Regions from separate parts of the Mus musculus genome. Here all the other regions are linked to region 1. Evidence: chromatin contacts called from public HiChIP or PLAC-seq data. All regions are on one chromosome and are shown on one strand. Each heading gives the region's core, a stretch centred on a gene start, on an enhancer-like site or on the middle of the called end of the contact. The rest is flanking DNA. Distances are from core to core; before and after follow the strand shown.

Region 1 (3,848 bases), core at 381-2,880:
CTTTTAAACTTGCCATTATTGCTCACTAGAATCTAAATAATGACTAATTTCCCTTTAGAATTCATAATCTTCTAACTTGATAAAAAGACTGGGACTATCTCCTCTGTATTTTACAAATGAACGAAGGCTCACACAGAAGTTAAGTAGCCTGCCCCAGATGGAATAAATAACTAGAACAGCCAACTTAAGCACAAAAGTTGGTACTCCAACCCCCCGCAAACTCTGTCCACTCTATTTATAGATCCTAAAGCACTCCGAGAAAGCAACAAAGAAGTATTATGACAATGATTAAACCATCTACTGTTTCAGACAGCGCTGGCCTCAGAACACACCAAGAAAAAAAAGGAATGTCCAGTAACTTATCAAACATCAAGACATGGCCTTGCTATGTATCCTGGGCTAGCCTAGAACCTAAGTGCTGAGATTACCAGCATGCACAGTGCACTCTGATGAAAATATGTCTGACACAAGGTCTAACCCCAGCTGCCCTAGAACTTGCTATGGAGCCCAGGCTGTCCTTAAACTTGCTGGCTCTCCTGCTTCTACCTCATGAGGCCTGTGCCACCTGACCTGGGGAAAACTCAAATGTATCAAAATTACCCCTCCTGCTAATCTGTGTCATTATACGGCATCTAGTACCAATTTATACAGTCCAGCTAAACCCTGCATATCCAACCCCAACACATGGAGATAACCTCCTCTGAGGACAGAAGGCTGAAGCATACTTTTGGGAGTGCCACCAAATAATAATTTAAAATCCTGGGCAGACACACTATTTGAGGATAATACCCTGACGCTCATTACAAACAAAAACCCAGAATACCAAGATCTATTAGCTTGTGACACCTGAGGCTTTATTCAAACAACTGTTGAGACTCGACAGCTATTACATTAATTTACTGCAAACAGCTATGCCTGATTTACTCTTGTTTACACCTTGAGCCAAGCATACAGCCCTTACTTAATAAACACTTAATGAATTTATGTCTATTCATGGCTTTTCAGAGAACACACGCAGCTCATCTCTTCCTATTTTCCACATACTGATATATCTTTTTTCTTCGGGAATTCCACATAGGAAAGGCCGCTTCAGCCTACAAGGAGCTCATCCAGCCCCCTTGGATGTTGGGTGAAATTTGTGGTCTACTCATTTGAAATGCTTCATCGTGGGGACACTTAGTCCTCATAGGCATAAGGCCTCGGGTATGGCACTCGGAGATCTACATTCCCTTCGTCGAGGCAGAAACTGAGCAGAGCGAGGCTTAGGGACGTGTTCAAGGTCGCCTCAGCAGGCAGAAGGGATCATTATTGTCCCCGCACAAAGTCGACAGCACCTGCCATAGGGAGGAGGTTCCAAAGCTCCACCAAGCCCAGCACCGGACCTCCTCCCAATGCACCACAAGGTCACAGGGGTGCTGGGGTCCTGGCACACTGCGCTAAAAAGCCACCTTTGTCACGCTCATCCACACTACCCACAGCTGCCCAGATCTCGGCGCCGAGCCGCGCGGAGCTCCGCTTGCACCTCAGACTCCGACCACGGCGGATGGAGGAGGTAATTAAGGGACAAGGGCGGCGGCGGCAACTCACCACGGCTCTCTCGCGTATTCCTCCATCTTGGCTCCAACCCGCGCGAGAGTCTACGGCACGCTGGGCGGAAATTGATCCCCGCGACGGAAGTGATCCCAGGCGGAGGCGTGCTACTGGACGGGGATTGGAGCATCTCTTCCTGCCGCAGCCAATGGCAATCGGACTCCTTGTAGACCCGGAGCGTGGAGGCTCCCCGGCCAGGGCGTGGAGGTTCGGGGGTTCGGAGTACTGAGTGACAGAGTTCAGATCAGCCCCGTGGCCTGGGATAAACATTGATTGCCCTTTTTTTCGAGACAGAGTTTCTCTGCCCTGGAACTCGCTTATGTAGCCCAGTCTGGCTTCAAACTCAGATCAGCCAGCCTGTGCCTCCCGAGTGCTGGATTAAAGGTGTGTGTCACCACTATCCAGCCGCTATTTTTTAAAAAGTGCTTTTGCTGTCAGGTATTTATTAATAGTGCTACTTAATTTGCCGTGAACAGTGAATCTTTAATAAATATATGTAGCTCTTTTAGAGCAGATCTATATAGTCATAATGTCTGGAATGTAATAGATAACTTTTAAAATAAAGATTATTTTTATTAATTGATGTATGTACGGGATCTGGTGGGTGCATGGAGGTCTAAGGAGAGTCTACAGAACTGGAATTGTCAGGGCTGACAGCGAGTACTTTACCCACTGAGCCAATTTAGCAGCCCGAAAATAAGTGTTCATCTTATAGAGACAATTGGACCATTTCAGGAGCCATGGCCAATTTGAGACCATTGATTTTGGGGGTCGTTGGTGCCAGATCCTCTTCCATGCCTCCCCACAAAGGATAACCCAGAAAGCATGAGATATGTTTAGCCCAGAGAAAAGAGACTGAAAATAGGGCTATAGTCATACTTAAGTTGGTAAGTCAGATCCCCAGCATCATACACACACACACACACACACACACACACACACACACACACACACACACGGTTATGGTGGCACATATTGAAGTTCAGTGTTATATCCTCAGTTGCATTTAGAGTTCAAAGCCATCCTGAGATACTCCAGACTTCCCTTGTTAAAGAAGAAAAAGCTAAAAGTATGAAGTTTCACCAGCCTTATCAGGAAAACACAGTCACTGCCAGCTATAAAGGGAGTTCTTGTTCCATTCCACCTTAAAACAACAACAACGCCGGGCGTGGTGGCGGACGCCTTTATTCCCAGCACTTGGGAGGCAGAGGCAGGCAAATTTCTGAGTTCGAGGCCAGCCTGGTCTACAGAGTGAGTTCCAGGACAGCCAAGGCTACACAGAGAAACCCTGTCTCAAAAAAAAAAACAACAACAACAACAAAACAAAGCTAGATATTTGAGGCTAGACAGATGGCATAGCAATCAAGAGCCTGACTGTTCTAGAGGACTGGGGTTCAATTCCCAGCACAAATGGCAACTCACAATTGTCTGTTACTCCAGTTTCAGGGGATCTAACACCCTCTGCTGGCCTCTGCAGACACCAGGCCCACTTATGATACACAGATAATTCAGACAAAATACTCATGTTTTAATTATTTTTTTAAATATAGGTACTTATTTAATAGGAAAGCCAATGTAATAAGTAATAGACTGCAGTGACAAATGACATATTTTCCAGACTTTTTTTTGGGTGGGGGGGTGTTTCGAGACAGGGTTTCTCTGTGTAGCCCTTGCTGTCCTGGAACTTACTCTGTAGACCAGTCTGGCCTTGAACTCAAAAATCTGCCTGCCTCTGCCTCCCAAGTGCTGGGATTAAAGGCGTGCACCACCACTGCCCCGCTCAGATTTTTGGAAATAAGAGTCAACCAGCCATAGAGCTACAGAATAGCAACAAAATGTTTCTAGCTACAGACTAGCAACAAAATGTCTCTAAAATTTTGAACTGAAGCTGGGTGCGGTACACACCTGTAATCCCAGCAGAGATGGGGAGACGAGGATCTCACGTTCAAACTCATCCCCACTTACAGAGCATGGTCCAGGCCATCCTGGGCAAAAGAAAAAAAAAGAAAATAGAAAAAAGAGAGAGAAAGAGGGAGGGAAGAGGAAAGGAAGGAAGGGAGGGAAGGAGGGAGGGAGGGAGGGAGGGAGGGAGGGAGGGAGGGAGGGAGGGAGGGAGGGAGGAAGGAAGGAAAAAAAGAAAAAATCCAACACAGTCTGGCTAAATGGCTCAGTGAGTAAAGATGCTTGCAGTCTGCTGACGTGAGTTCAATCCTCAGACCCCACAGGGTGGAAGGAAGGAACCAGCACCTATGTTCTAT
Region 2 (3,685 bases), core at 642-3,141, 79 kb before region 1:
CAGAACCAGATGATTCTGACCCCTTTTCTTTTGACGGACCAGAGATTATGGGCTGTACAGGGTGCCAGATAGATTGGAAAAAAGGAAAGAATGTTACTTTGAAAACCATTAAGAAGAAGCAGAAACACAAGGGGCGTGGGACAGTTCGTACTGTGACTAAAACAGTTTCCAATGATTCTTTCTTTAATTTTTTTGCTCCTCCTGAAGTTCCTGAGAATGGCGATCTGGATGATGATGCTGAGGCGATACTGGCTGCAGACTTTGAAATTGGTCACTTTTTACGTGAGCGCATAATCCCAAGATCAGTGCTGTACTTCACTGGAGAGGCTATCGAGGACGATGACGATGATTATGATGAAGAAGGTGAAGAAGCTGACGAGGTAATGTTTACCAAATGAGCAAATAATTCACTGTATAACACATTGAGGAACAAAAATGAGTGATTAATGTATTCCTTATAATCATTCTGTGATTTGGGATAAATTTTGGAAACTATGATTTTAGAATTCTACAGCCAAACAATGTATGTATAAGGTTTCAATAAATAAATTGCAAAACTCAAAAAAAAATGTTATTCTTATTACCTGGGTTTTCATTTGTTCAAGACAAAAATCTTCAATACAGACACAGGCTGGCTTGAATTAAAACTCTTCTTACAGCCAGGCAGTAGTGGCTCACGCCTTTAATCCCAGCACTCAGGAGGCAGTGGCAGGCAGATTTCTGAGTTCGAGGCCAGCCTGGTCTACAGAGTGAGTTCCAGGACAGCCAGGGCTACACAGAAAAACCTGTCTCGAAAAATCGAAATATCTTCTTATCTCGACCTCTTCCTGCTTCCAGCCTCCTAAGGCCTTTACCCACAATGCTCAGCTTCTGAGTGTGTGCATGCATCACATTAAGGCCAGAGTCTGGATGGTCAGGTCTATCCTTCTCTATGTTATCCCTTTGAGACGGCATCTCTCACTGAGTCTGGAGCTAGGCTGGTGGCTAGCAAGGTCCATCTGCCTCTCTCTGCTCCCATAACATTGAGTTGGGTTACAGGCTCACAGACAGCCATGCCCAACTTTTTACACAGATGCCGGGGATTCGAACTCAAGTCCTCCCCTTTTCCCAGCAGGCCCTTTTACCATTAAACCATTTCTTCCCAACCCTTACCTTTTCAAATCCTAGAAAAACTGACACAAACATTAACATTTCAGCCACGTCAGGAGTGCCGGGCTCTGTGCTGTCACCCACAGGCACACTGTTGCACAATGATCTCCACGCCCCACCTCCAGAACTTTCCATGATCCTATGCTGAAACGGTCTGTTAAGCAGTAGTTCCCACACCTCACCGTCTAGTCCCTAGCAACTACTGTCTACTGCCTGACCCTATGAATTTTCCCCGTCTAGGGGATTCATATACTGCTTATCCCTTTGAGTCACTTACAGTGCAAAAAGGGAGCCTACTGAAGGAGAGCACACTGAAACAATAGTCTAAGAAGGAGCAATGGTCTAGGGCAACCTGTGCTGGAAAATTCCACAGCCGTGACCAGGCATGGGGACGCACACCTTTAATCCCAACACTCAGGAGTCAGATCTCTGAGAATCAGAATCTGCCCGGCTGACCTAGTAAGTTGTATGTAGCTGGTCAGGACTACATAGTGAGATCCTTTCTCTAAATAAAATAAATTGATCATTAATTTTAAAGTCTACAGCTGTCAGAGCAGAGCTAGTCTCTCTCCTCCTTGATCTGGGGCCCATGGTCCACGGACAAACTATCTTCCTACGTGTGGGGAGCCAGGGAAAGGAAGGCAGAGAAGGAGGGGAAAGGGGCCAGAGTAAAAGCCCCCACCCAGAAAGGGAGCCAGGTGTCGCAGAGCTATTTCAGAGTGTGTATTCCTGTGCCCTGGGCGCTCTCGCGCCTGCTAGCTGCACTGTAAATACCTGATGGGCAGCTGCAAAATGGCGCTTCCCCCAGGGGCTACGCCTGCAAAAAGGAGTCTGGCTTCACGGCAAACCTTCTGCGGCCATTTTCTCGAGAATACCTGTTGGGGCAATACCCAAGAAAACCATCTAAGGGACTTCGTACTGCTGCCGGTGCAGATGGGCCTCTGAGACCCAATGGCAGCCAATGACTGGGTGGCCCATATCTCAGGGCTCTGAGTCAACAGGTGAGATAAACGCACAGGGCAGGATCTGAGGTTGGGAAATCTCAGAGACCAGAGCTCCTGGGGCTAAAACAAAGGTGTTTTCAGAGTGGGAGGCCAGATCTTCCTCAAGGACTGGGGTCCTGCGAGAACCTGGACTCTGAACTTAAGATCAGGCTGATTCGTTACAGCGTGGCCGTCTCGGCCCAAGAGCCTGAAATACCAGGAGGGGTCATTTCTTTCCCAGGAGTACATCCATTTCTCTCTCTCTCTCTCTCTCTCTCTCTCTCTCTCTCTCTCTCTCTCTCTCTCTCTCTCTCGTTTTGTTTTTTTGTGTTTTGTTTTTTGTTTTTGGTGGCTGGTGGGTATTTGTTTTGAGACAGGGTGGCATCAAACTGTCTATAACCATGGATGACCTTGAACTTGTGACTGTCTTGCCTCTGCCTCCTTAAGTGCAGAGATTTCAGCCTTGCACCATTATTTATTGCCAGCGTTGTGTCATGCTGGGGGTTCACACCCACCCACAGCTTCTTGCATGCTAGGTAAGCACTCTACAAACAAAGCCCCATCCCTACCCCCTTTTAATAAAAACATGGGCATTTTATTAAGAAAGAAGAGCAGCTGGGCATGGTTGGTGGCATCCACCTCCCTTAGTCCCAGCACTCAGGAGGCAGAGGCAGGCGGATCTCTGTGAGTTCCTGGCCAGCCTGGTCTACATAGTAAGCTCCAGGACAGCCAGGGCTACAAAGTGAGACCAGGTCTCAAAAGAGGAAAGCAGGGCAGGCTTAGGAGGGGGAGATCCTTTCTCTAAATAAAATAAATTGATCATTAATTTTAAAGTCTACAGCTGTCAGAGCTGAGCTAGTCTCTCTCCTCCTTGATCTGGGGTCCACCGTCCACAGACAAACTATCTTCCTATGTGTGGGGAGCCAGGGAAAGGAAGGCAGGGAAGGAGGGGAAAGGGTCCAGAGTAAAAGCCCCCACCCAGAAAGGGAGCCAGGTGTTGCAGAGCTATTTCAGTCTCCAGAATGCTGAGGTGACAGGCATGGGCCACTACTTCCAACACCATTTGACTGTTCCTAAGGTCTACTTTAAACAAATGATTTATTCATTCATGTATCTATCTTTATTTATGTGTATGCACACCTATGGGTGCCCTCAGAGCCAGAAGAGCAAGAGATCCGGGGTCTCTTGAAGCTCCAGTTAACAAAGCCAGCTGGGCTTCAAATTCGTAGAAATCCGCCAGACTCTGATTCCTGAATTCTGGAATTAAAGGAGTATACCATCATATGTTTGCACACTCAGGACTCTCATAAAAGCACAAGACCAGGGGCTGGTGAGATGGCTCAGTGGGTAAGAGCACCCGACTGCTCTTCTGAATGGTCCAGAGTTCAAATCCCAGCAACCACATGGTGGCTCACAACCATCTGTAACAAGATCTGACTCCCTCTTCTGGAGTGTCTGAAGACAGCTACAGTGTACTTACATATAATAAATAAATAAATCTTAAAAAAAAAAGAGGTACATGAGAGAATTTGAAGAGCAGAAGGGGAAGCAGG
Region 3 (3,726 bases), core at 267-2,766, 120 kb before region 1:
TGGAACTGGCGACTTACTGCTAACGGCTCTGGCGGACTAGTGCTAACAATGTGGCAACAAAACATCAAGAAGCCTGGCATGGCAGGGGATGGGCTTCCCCCCTTTATAAGCACAGACTGCTAGTAAACATTGAGCCTTGAACAGGGAATCATCTTGGCTCCATTATTTCTCTGGATCTTTCAGCCCCAGCCTGCCTCCCAGGTGTACCCAGTCCTTGTAAGCGGCAGGCCGGCTTGCTACATGAAATAATTTATCAAAAACGTTTAAAGCCGGGCGTGGTGGCACATGCCTTTAATCCCAGCACCTGGGAGGCAGAGGCAAGTGGATTTCTGATTTCGAGGCCAGCCTAGTCTACAAAGTGAGTTCCAGGACAGCCTGGGCTATACAGAGAAACCCTGTCTCAAAAAACAAAACAAAACAAAACAAAACAAAACAAAACAAAAAAAAAAAAAAAAGCCGGGCGTGGTGGCGCACGCCTCTTTAATCCCAGCACTCGGGAAGCAAAGGCAGGCGGATTTCTGAGTTCGAGGCCAGCCTGGTCTACAAAGTGAATTTAAAAACTGTTTAAAATTTTTTAAGGCCAGATGAAGTGGTATTTGTCTTGAACACCATCACTGCAGAGGCAGAAGCAGTTGGATCTCTAAGAGTTGGAGCCAGACTGGTCTACACAGCTAGCCAGGGTTACATGGTGAGACCTTGTTTCAAAATTATAACAACAACAATAACAATAATGTATATACACAAGTAATACACACATTTCATATGTGTACATGTACACACGTGAGCACACACAGTTCTCTATTCCCTTTTTTTTTTTTTTTTGATTTTGGTTTTTCCAGACAGGGTTTCTCTGTGCAGCCCTGGATATCCTGGAACTCACTCTGTAGACCAGGCTGGCCTCGAACTCAGAAATCTGCCTGCCTCTGCCTCCCAAGTGCTGGGATTAAAGGCTCTATTCCCTTTCGTGCCTATCTTTCTCCATTGACTGCTTTTTTTTCCTTATCTCTCATCCCCTCCTTCCCAGTGATGGCTTCCACCTAATCCTTCAGTCAAGTCAGGAGAGACCTGAGTTTCTCCCTTGATGCGGGCAGATGAATGAGATGCCCGCTCAACCCAAGAGGCTGCTGCCAAGTGGTACAGCAGAGCTGGCCCTGCCACTTTGTCCCTTCCCGGTCAGTCTGGTTGTGGACATCTGTTTCTTTAACTGCCGATTTGTTGTGGTGGTTAATTAGCACTTATCTGGATGTCAGGCCCCTGAGGGGACACCCTGGAGCAGTCCTTATAACAGTCATCTCCTTCAGCTGGGCTTACAGTCTGAGAAAAAGAGACCAATCCTTCAGTCTTAATGTCCCCCAGCCCTGGCCTTCACCTGCGGGGCCTGGGTACCAGCCCCTTGTGCCTCTTAAGCCCTCTTGCAAGCCAGGAGCGCAAGCAGCCTGCTGCAGCTGGCCTGAACAGGACTGGACTGGGAACATCTCCAACCCCCCAGAATGGCCCAGTGTCAGTTTCAGGCCCTCATGGGGCAGGAGGAGGCTGAGGGTGGGGCTGCCAAAGTCAACAAAGCCTGTTTCCATGCGCAAGGACCTGTTTGGCACCTGCGATCCTGTTTTCCAGCCCATGAGCCTTCTCCCTGGGGTCAGCTGGAGGTCCCCTCCCTCTCGTCCCCAACTCCAAAGCTTCTCCTTCTTCATCATGAGGTCTGCTCAACTGTCCTACAGACCCAGAGACCTGTGACACACTCCAGCGTGAGCCCCATTGCCTCTAGAGCAGTGGCTCTCAGCCTTCCTAATGCTGGGGCCCTTTAATACAGTTCCTCATGTTGTGGTGAGCCCAACCATAAGCTTATTTTTGTTGCTATTTCATAACTAATTTTGCTACTGTTATGAATTATAATGTAAATCTGTGTTGTCCCAGGTCTTAGGCGACTCTTGGGAAAGGGTTGTTCAACCCCCAAAGGAGTCATGACTTCTACATTCTTGTACCAAACATCTCTCATAGTCTACAGATCAGACCCACAGTCTAGGGCTATTTGCATGAGCTTATTTATTTGTTTTTAATTCTTTTAAGATTTGCTTATTTTATGTGTGTGAGCGTTTTGGCTGCATGTGTATGTGCCTGTGTATAGTTCTAAGCTGCAACCGGGTGGATACCGGGGACTGACCAAGTCCTCAGCAAGAATGACAAGGGTTCCTAACTGCTGAGCCATCTCACCAGCCCCCATTTACATGACTTGATCTTCATCTCCTACGCTAGCATGGCCATAGCTTCTGTCCAGCTAAAGAACTCTATTTTATCTGAGGAACTTCTCCAAAGACCAATCGTCAATGGAGGCATCCAGGTCTTACTATGTAGCTGTAGCTGGCTTGGAACTCATTATGTAGATCTGGCTGGCCTCAAACTCTCTGAGGTCTCCCTGACTCTCCCCTCTCAAATGAATGCTGGGCTTAAAAGCATGTACCCTAGGCCTGGCTTTTCCTACCAGTTATTGAATCTCTGGCAGTTTTGGTTTTGGTTTTGGTTTGTCTTGTTTTTTGAGATAAGGTTTCTCAGTGAGGACGTGGCTGTCCTGGAATTCACTCTGTAGACCAGGCTGGACTTGAAGTGAGAGATCTACCCTCTTGCCTCTGCCTCCTGAGGGCTGAGATTAAAGGCAAGGCGGGAATCACTGGTGTTTTGATCTGTTACTTAGTGATTTATACCTGGTCTCATTCTTCAAAGCCCCCTCCCTCCCTCTCAATGAAAGGCCTTTTTATATTTATTTATTTTTTGCATGTGACTTTTCCCCTAGACTAAGAATTTAAGTCTTCATGCATATTAGACAAATTCTCTACTACTGAGCCCCAACCCTTAATTATTCTTCCTTATTTTTAATTAAAAAATACTTATATGTGCTGGGCGCGGTGGCGCACGCCTTTAATCCCAGCACTCGGGAGGCAGAGGCAGGCAGATTTCTGAGTTCGAGGCCAGCCTGGTCTACAGAGTGAGTTCCAGGACAGCCAGGGCTACACAGAGAAACCCTGTCTCAAAAAACAAAAAAAACAAAAACAAAAACAAAAAACGTATATGCATAGCATGTATGCCTACATGCATGTGCAGGTGCCCTCTGAGGCCAGAAGAAGGGTAGAATCCTCTGGAACTAGATTTATGAGCTGCCCAGTGTAGGTGCCGGGAACTACATCGAGTCCTCTGCAAGAACAACAAATGCTCTTAACCACTGGGCCATCCCATCAGCTTCTATTTCTTTGTTTCTGAGAGTCCATCTGCCCTACACTGACTTCAAGCTCTGCGTAGCTGAGCATGGACTTGAACTGATACTCCTACCTTCACGTCCCAGAGCTACAGCAGCACTCTAGTCTTAGTCCTGCGAAGGATGGTACCCAAGGCTTTGCGCTTGCTAGGCTTGCTCTCTACCAACAAAGGCACAGTTCCAGCCCTGGAGCCATGTTTATTCATTTTGTTAGTCAATTTATTATTTATTTACTTAAATTTAGAAACAAGGCCCCACTATGTAACCCAGCCTTGATTTACCATCCCCCTGACTTAGCCTCCCGGATATTAAGATTACAGATGCCACCCCTAAAATATCTTCAACCTAAACTCCCAGTTGCCAATACTACGGAGGTGGCTATCTCCCTTCAAGATGAGTACTAAGCTGGGCTAGATACTATCACTGAGTTGATAGTAAATATATGTGAAGCTGACGTTCAACAGTGTTTTGGTTTTTTT
Region 4 (3,353 bases), core at 157-2,656, 86 kb after region 1:
ATCACAGCACAAAGTAGAATAGTTCTTTTACCAATAATCTGTTTTTACATTTATTATGACTTTTCTCATGGCCTATATTTTAAAAAAAGTTTTAATTAAGATATACATAGGTTTTAATGGTTTTGTTCTTATTTAGTTGACAAAGGCTTTAAACTTTTTTCTTTAAAACATTGTTGTTGCTATTATCTATCTCTCTATCTATCTATCCATGTCCATGTATGAAAACGTCTGGGTGTTTCAGGTCTCCAGGAGTTGGAGTTACAGGTAGTTGTGAACTGCCTGCTGTGGGTACTAGGAATCAAACTTGGTTCCTCTTCAAGAACAGTATGTTCTCTTATCTGCTGAGCCACCTCTCCAGCTCCTGCTTTTAATCTTATACTGACATTTGATGTAAGGGATGTTTAATGCTTCAGGGACTAATGAATGCATGTAGATAAAAAAAAAAATCAGGTTTTACAAAGGTCAGAAGTAATACAGGCAAGTGGTTAAGCAGGTTATGCCTCCCTCCTCAGCCATTTAAGAGTGGTTTCAGAGCTCTCTGAAAAGCTGTACTTGGTTTCTCTTAGCACAATGAGATTTTAAATTTATTCAGAGCCAAAGATCGGCTCTACCAAGATTGCGCAGGAAAAGATTGATCTCTGTTCATGGTTGTAGCACTAATCAATACACACAGGCGGACTGGGTGACTCCTCAATGTCCCCGAAGGATCTCCCTCCTTTCCTCTCTCCCCTCAATGCATGGATTCTCATTGTCTCAAATGTCAAGATACGGTAGGAACATGAATTCTGTAATTCTCATGCATAGAATTCAATTGAGATGCTTAAATTTGGATCTTAAAATAGCCTTCAAACTAGAAATGTCCAGGCCTAGAGAGAGGGCTCAGCAGTTAAAAGCACTCGTTCCTATTGAGGACCTGGGTTCAATTCCTTATACTCACAAGGTGGCTTACAACTGTCTATAACTCCAGTTTCAGGGGATGCGATATTCTCTTCTGACCTCCGTAAGCACCAAACATGCACATGGAACACAGACATGCTCAAAAAACCACTCATATACATAAAATAAAACTATGAACTGAAAATTTCAAATACCAACGTGTCCCCTAGTCCGAGTATGAACTTAAGTAATGACTACGAAACCTCTAGTCTTTGCCTATGAAAAAGAGAAGTGAAACTGGGAGATATGAGCTTGTTTCTATGCCACATTCTCCCCAAATTTGGATTCTATTGCACAGACTACCAACACAGTGATGTGGCTGCTAATTAGATTTATGTCCTTCACAATTATGCAACATTATGCAAATTATTCAGAGCCTTGGGTTAAGTGCCTTCACTGAAGAGAGGAGGCTGCTCTTTGAATTGAAAGGGAATAAGGAACAAAGGGACCGCCTTCTGGAGTCACCAGTAGAGCTTCTTTTCCTTTTCCTCCAGTATTCTTCCTGAAGAGGTCTAGGAGAAATTTCTAGGCAACACAATGCATGGGACATCGGTGATGTTCTCCAGCTGAGCCATTTCTCGTCAAGCAGTTCTTAGCATTCTAGAGCAGTGTACTTACCCCCAGATGGCTCTCACAGCAGAGATGCGAACTGATGGGGGCTGTGTCTCATGAAGACCACTGACTGTTGCCTGTAGGAACTGCTGAATCAGTTCAGGGGACATAGCGACAGTGAAGCGACTGGCAGCCCACAGTGCCCGGCCCAAGAGGAAAGGAGATGCTAGGAGGAAGAGCAATTACAGGCTGCATGATGAAAAGTTCCTCTCCCCCTGCTCCGCCCCAACTCTATTTCTCAAACGCTAGCAAATATTGGATGCTATAAACATAGATGACTTATTTGAAAGAAAGAACAATTCCACATGGTAAAGGCATATGTGCAATAAATGATACAGAACCCATTTCTCAGTTCTACCTCGGACTATTCTAAGACCGAAGCCCTCACGGCTGCTTACCTGCACTAGTCCATTTCTAAATCCTTCTCACCGTCTCTTCCTTCCCATTACTGTCTCAACACTAGAACATCAATTATAGCTGCTATCCCTCTATTAATAACCTGACAAACAAGTCCACAGTCCACCAAATACACATGAAACTAGTGCTGACATTCAAGACATCTTTGATGGCTACTAAGCTCAAGCACACATCCGGACTCAGAACTCATATCTTGCTTTGTCAGCTCTGAGCTTTGTTTAAATCACAAGTCAACACGTTCCCTTCATACTCTCTATGATCTCTCAGTCTGCAGCAATCTCAAATTATCTCTGAGCCACTGTAATTCTGTGTGTTCAGCTTTCTCATATGCTGTACTTTGTTTGATATTCTAATCTACTGGTGTAAGAATTACTACTTCCTGCTAAGCATGAACTGTTTAAGAATACTGAATGCGGGGGCTGGTTAGATGGCTCAGCGGTTAAAAGCACTGACTGCTCTTCCAAAGGTCCTGAGTTCAAATCCCAGCAACCACATGGTGGCTCACAACCATCCGTAACAAAAATCTGATGCCCTCTTCTGGAGTGTCTGAAGACAGCTACAGTGTACACACATATAATAAATAAATAAATCTTTAAAAAAAAAGAATACTGAATGCGTGGGGCGTGGTGGCACACGCCTTTAATCCCAACACTCTGAAGGCAGAGGCAGGCAGATTTCTGAGTTCCGAGGCCAGCCTGGTCTACAGAGTGAGTTCCAGGACAGCCAGGGCTACAGAGAAACCCTGTCTTGAAAAACAAAAACAAAAACAAAACCAAGAAAGAGAATACTGAATGCCTTCAGCTTGTCAAAGAGCTTAGTCAATCACTCTAAAATATCAAATTGAGGAATTATTGAATAGCTCTTAACAAACTAGGAAATAATTACTATCACTTTAGATATAGAGGTAGTAACTGCCAAAGTATGGCTTAGGTATTTCTGAAAGTCCTTAAAGCTAAAACCATCACCTTTTAACTTTTTTACTCTCATTCCTTCCCAAATGATCAACAGCACTTTCCAGAGGTTTTATGATACATATATGGTATCATGGCTATTATAACTAACAGAATAGATACAAGCCGCAATTCTTGATTAAAGATTTTAATCTCATTTATGAATATATATGTATGTGATGTGTGCACATATATACAGCACATACATACAGTGCCAGAAGTTGCCATAAGAGGGCATCAGATCCCTTGGAACTTGAGTTACAAGAAGTTCTGAGTTACATCTCTTGGGGTATTAAGGACTAAACTCAGATCTTTATACACAAACATACACACAAAACTGAGAAAGACAGAGATAGAAACAGACACAGAGAGAGGGGGGAAGAGAGAGAGGAGAGAGAAAGAGAGAGGAGAGGGAGAGGGAGAGGGGGAGAGAGAGAG

Evidence for each region. HiChIP or PLAC-seq counts read pairs in DNA pulled down with a chosen protein or histone mark.
Region 2: a contact with region 1 is called in an H3K4me3 HiChIP or PLAC-seq map of intestinal crypt epithelium, with 7 read pairs. The contact joins the enhancer-like site here to the promoter of Timm17a in region 1. A contact is called at or near these places in 1 of 39 promoter capture datasets (the 3T3-L1 cell line), 7 of 115 datasets of contacts at active chromatin or transcription factors (the SCID.adh cell line, bone marrow-derived macrophages, embryonic stem cells and 2 more) and 3 of 9 other capture datasets (adipose tissue, liver and pancreatic islet).
Region 3: a contact with region 1 is called in an H3K4me3 HiChIP or PLAC-seq map of embryonic stem cells, with 8 times the contacts expected there. The contact joins the enhancer-like site here to the promoter of Timm17a in region 1. A contact is called at or near these places in 4 of 39 promoter capture datasets (the HPC-7 cell line, cranial neural crest, hematopoietic stem and progenitor cells and 1 more), 11 of 115 datasets of contacts at active chromatin or transcription factors (the SCID.adh cell line, bone marrow-derived macrophages, embryonic fibroblasts and 5 more) and 4 of 9 other capture datasets (adipose tissue, liver, macrophages and 1 more).
Region 4: a contact with region 1 is called in an H3K4me3 HiChIP or PLAC-seq map of bone marrow-derived macrophages, with 2.1 times the contacts expected there. The contact joins the enhancer-like site here to the promoter of Timm17a in region 1. A contact is called at or near these places in 1 of 15 datasets of contacts at CTCF or cohesin (the NIH/3T3 cell line), 3 of 484 Hi-C or Micro-C datasets (cortical neurons, gonadal supporting cells and nephron progenitors), 5 of 115 datasets of contacts at active chromatin or transcription factors (the SCID.adh cell line, T-cell acute lymphoblastic leukemia, bone marrow-derived macrophages and 2 more) and 3 of 9 other capture datasets (adipose tissue, liver and pancreatic islet).

Annotation. Positions count from the first base shown.
Region 1 is chr1:135,312,107-135,315,954 of GRCm38.p6, forward strand. It overlaps Timm17a (translocase of inner mitochondrial membrane 17a), which reads right to left and starts at 1,631. Exons shown (of 6, transcript NM_011590.2): 1 at 1,588-1,631. The coding sequence starts at 1,613.
Region 2 is chr1:135,232,845-135,236,529 of GRCm38.p6, forward strand. It overlaps the pseudogene Gm4204. Among named protein-coding and RNA genes, the nearest start is that of Elf3, 24 kb to the right of the region's middle. Within about 2 kb of position 1,892, at least 16 of the 459 cell types and tissues checked have an H3K27ac peak or open chromatin away from gene starts, as enhancers often do. A contact at or near this core is called in intestinal crypt epithelium and intestinal villus epithelium, where this site is marked.
Region 3 is chr1:135,194,600-135,198,325 of GRCm38.p6, forward strand. All of the region lies in intron 1 of Gm41955 (a long non-coding RNA gene), which reads right to left. Among named protein-coding and RNA genes, the nearest start is that of Gm41955, 5.6 kb to the right of the region's middle. Within about 2 kb of position 1,517, at least 27 of the 459 cell types and tissues checked have an H3K27ac peak or open chromatin away from gene starts, as enhancers often do. A contact at or near this core is called in embryonic stem cells, where this site is marked.
Region 4 is chr1:135,398,490-135,401,842 of GRCm38.p6, forward strand. It overlaps Ipo9 (importin 9), which reads right to left. Exons shown (of 24, transcript NM_153774.1): 14 at 1,555-1,714. Among named protein-coding and RNA genes, the nearest start is that of Shisa4, 25 kb to the left of the region's middle. Within about 2 kb of position 1,407, at least 15 of the 459 cell types and tissues checked have an H3K27ac peak or open chromatin away from gene starts, as enhancers often do. A contact at or near this core is called in bone marrow-derived macrophages, where this site is marked.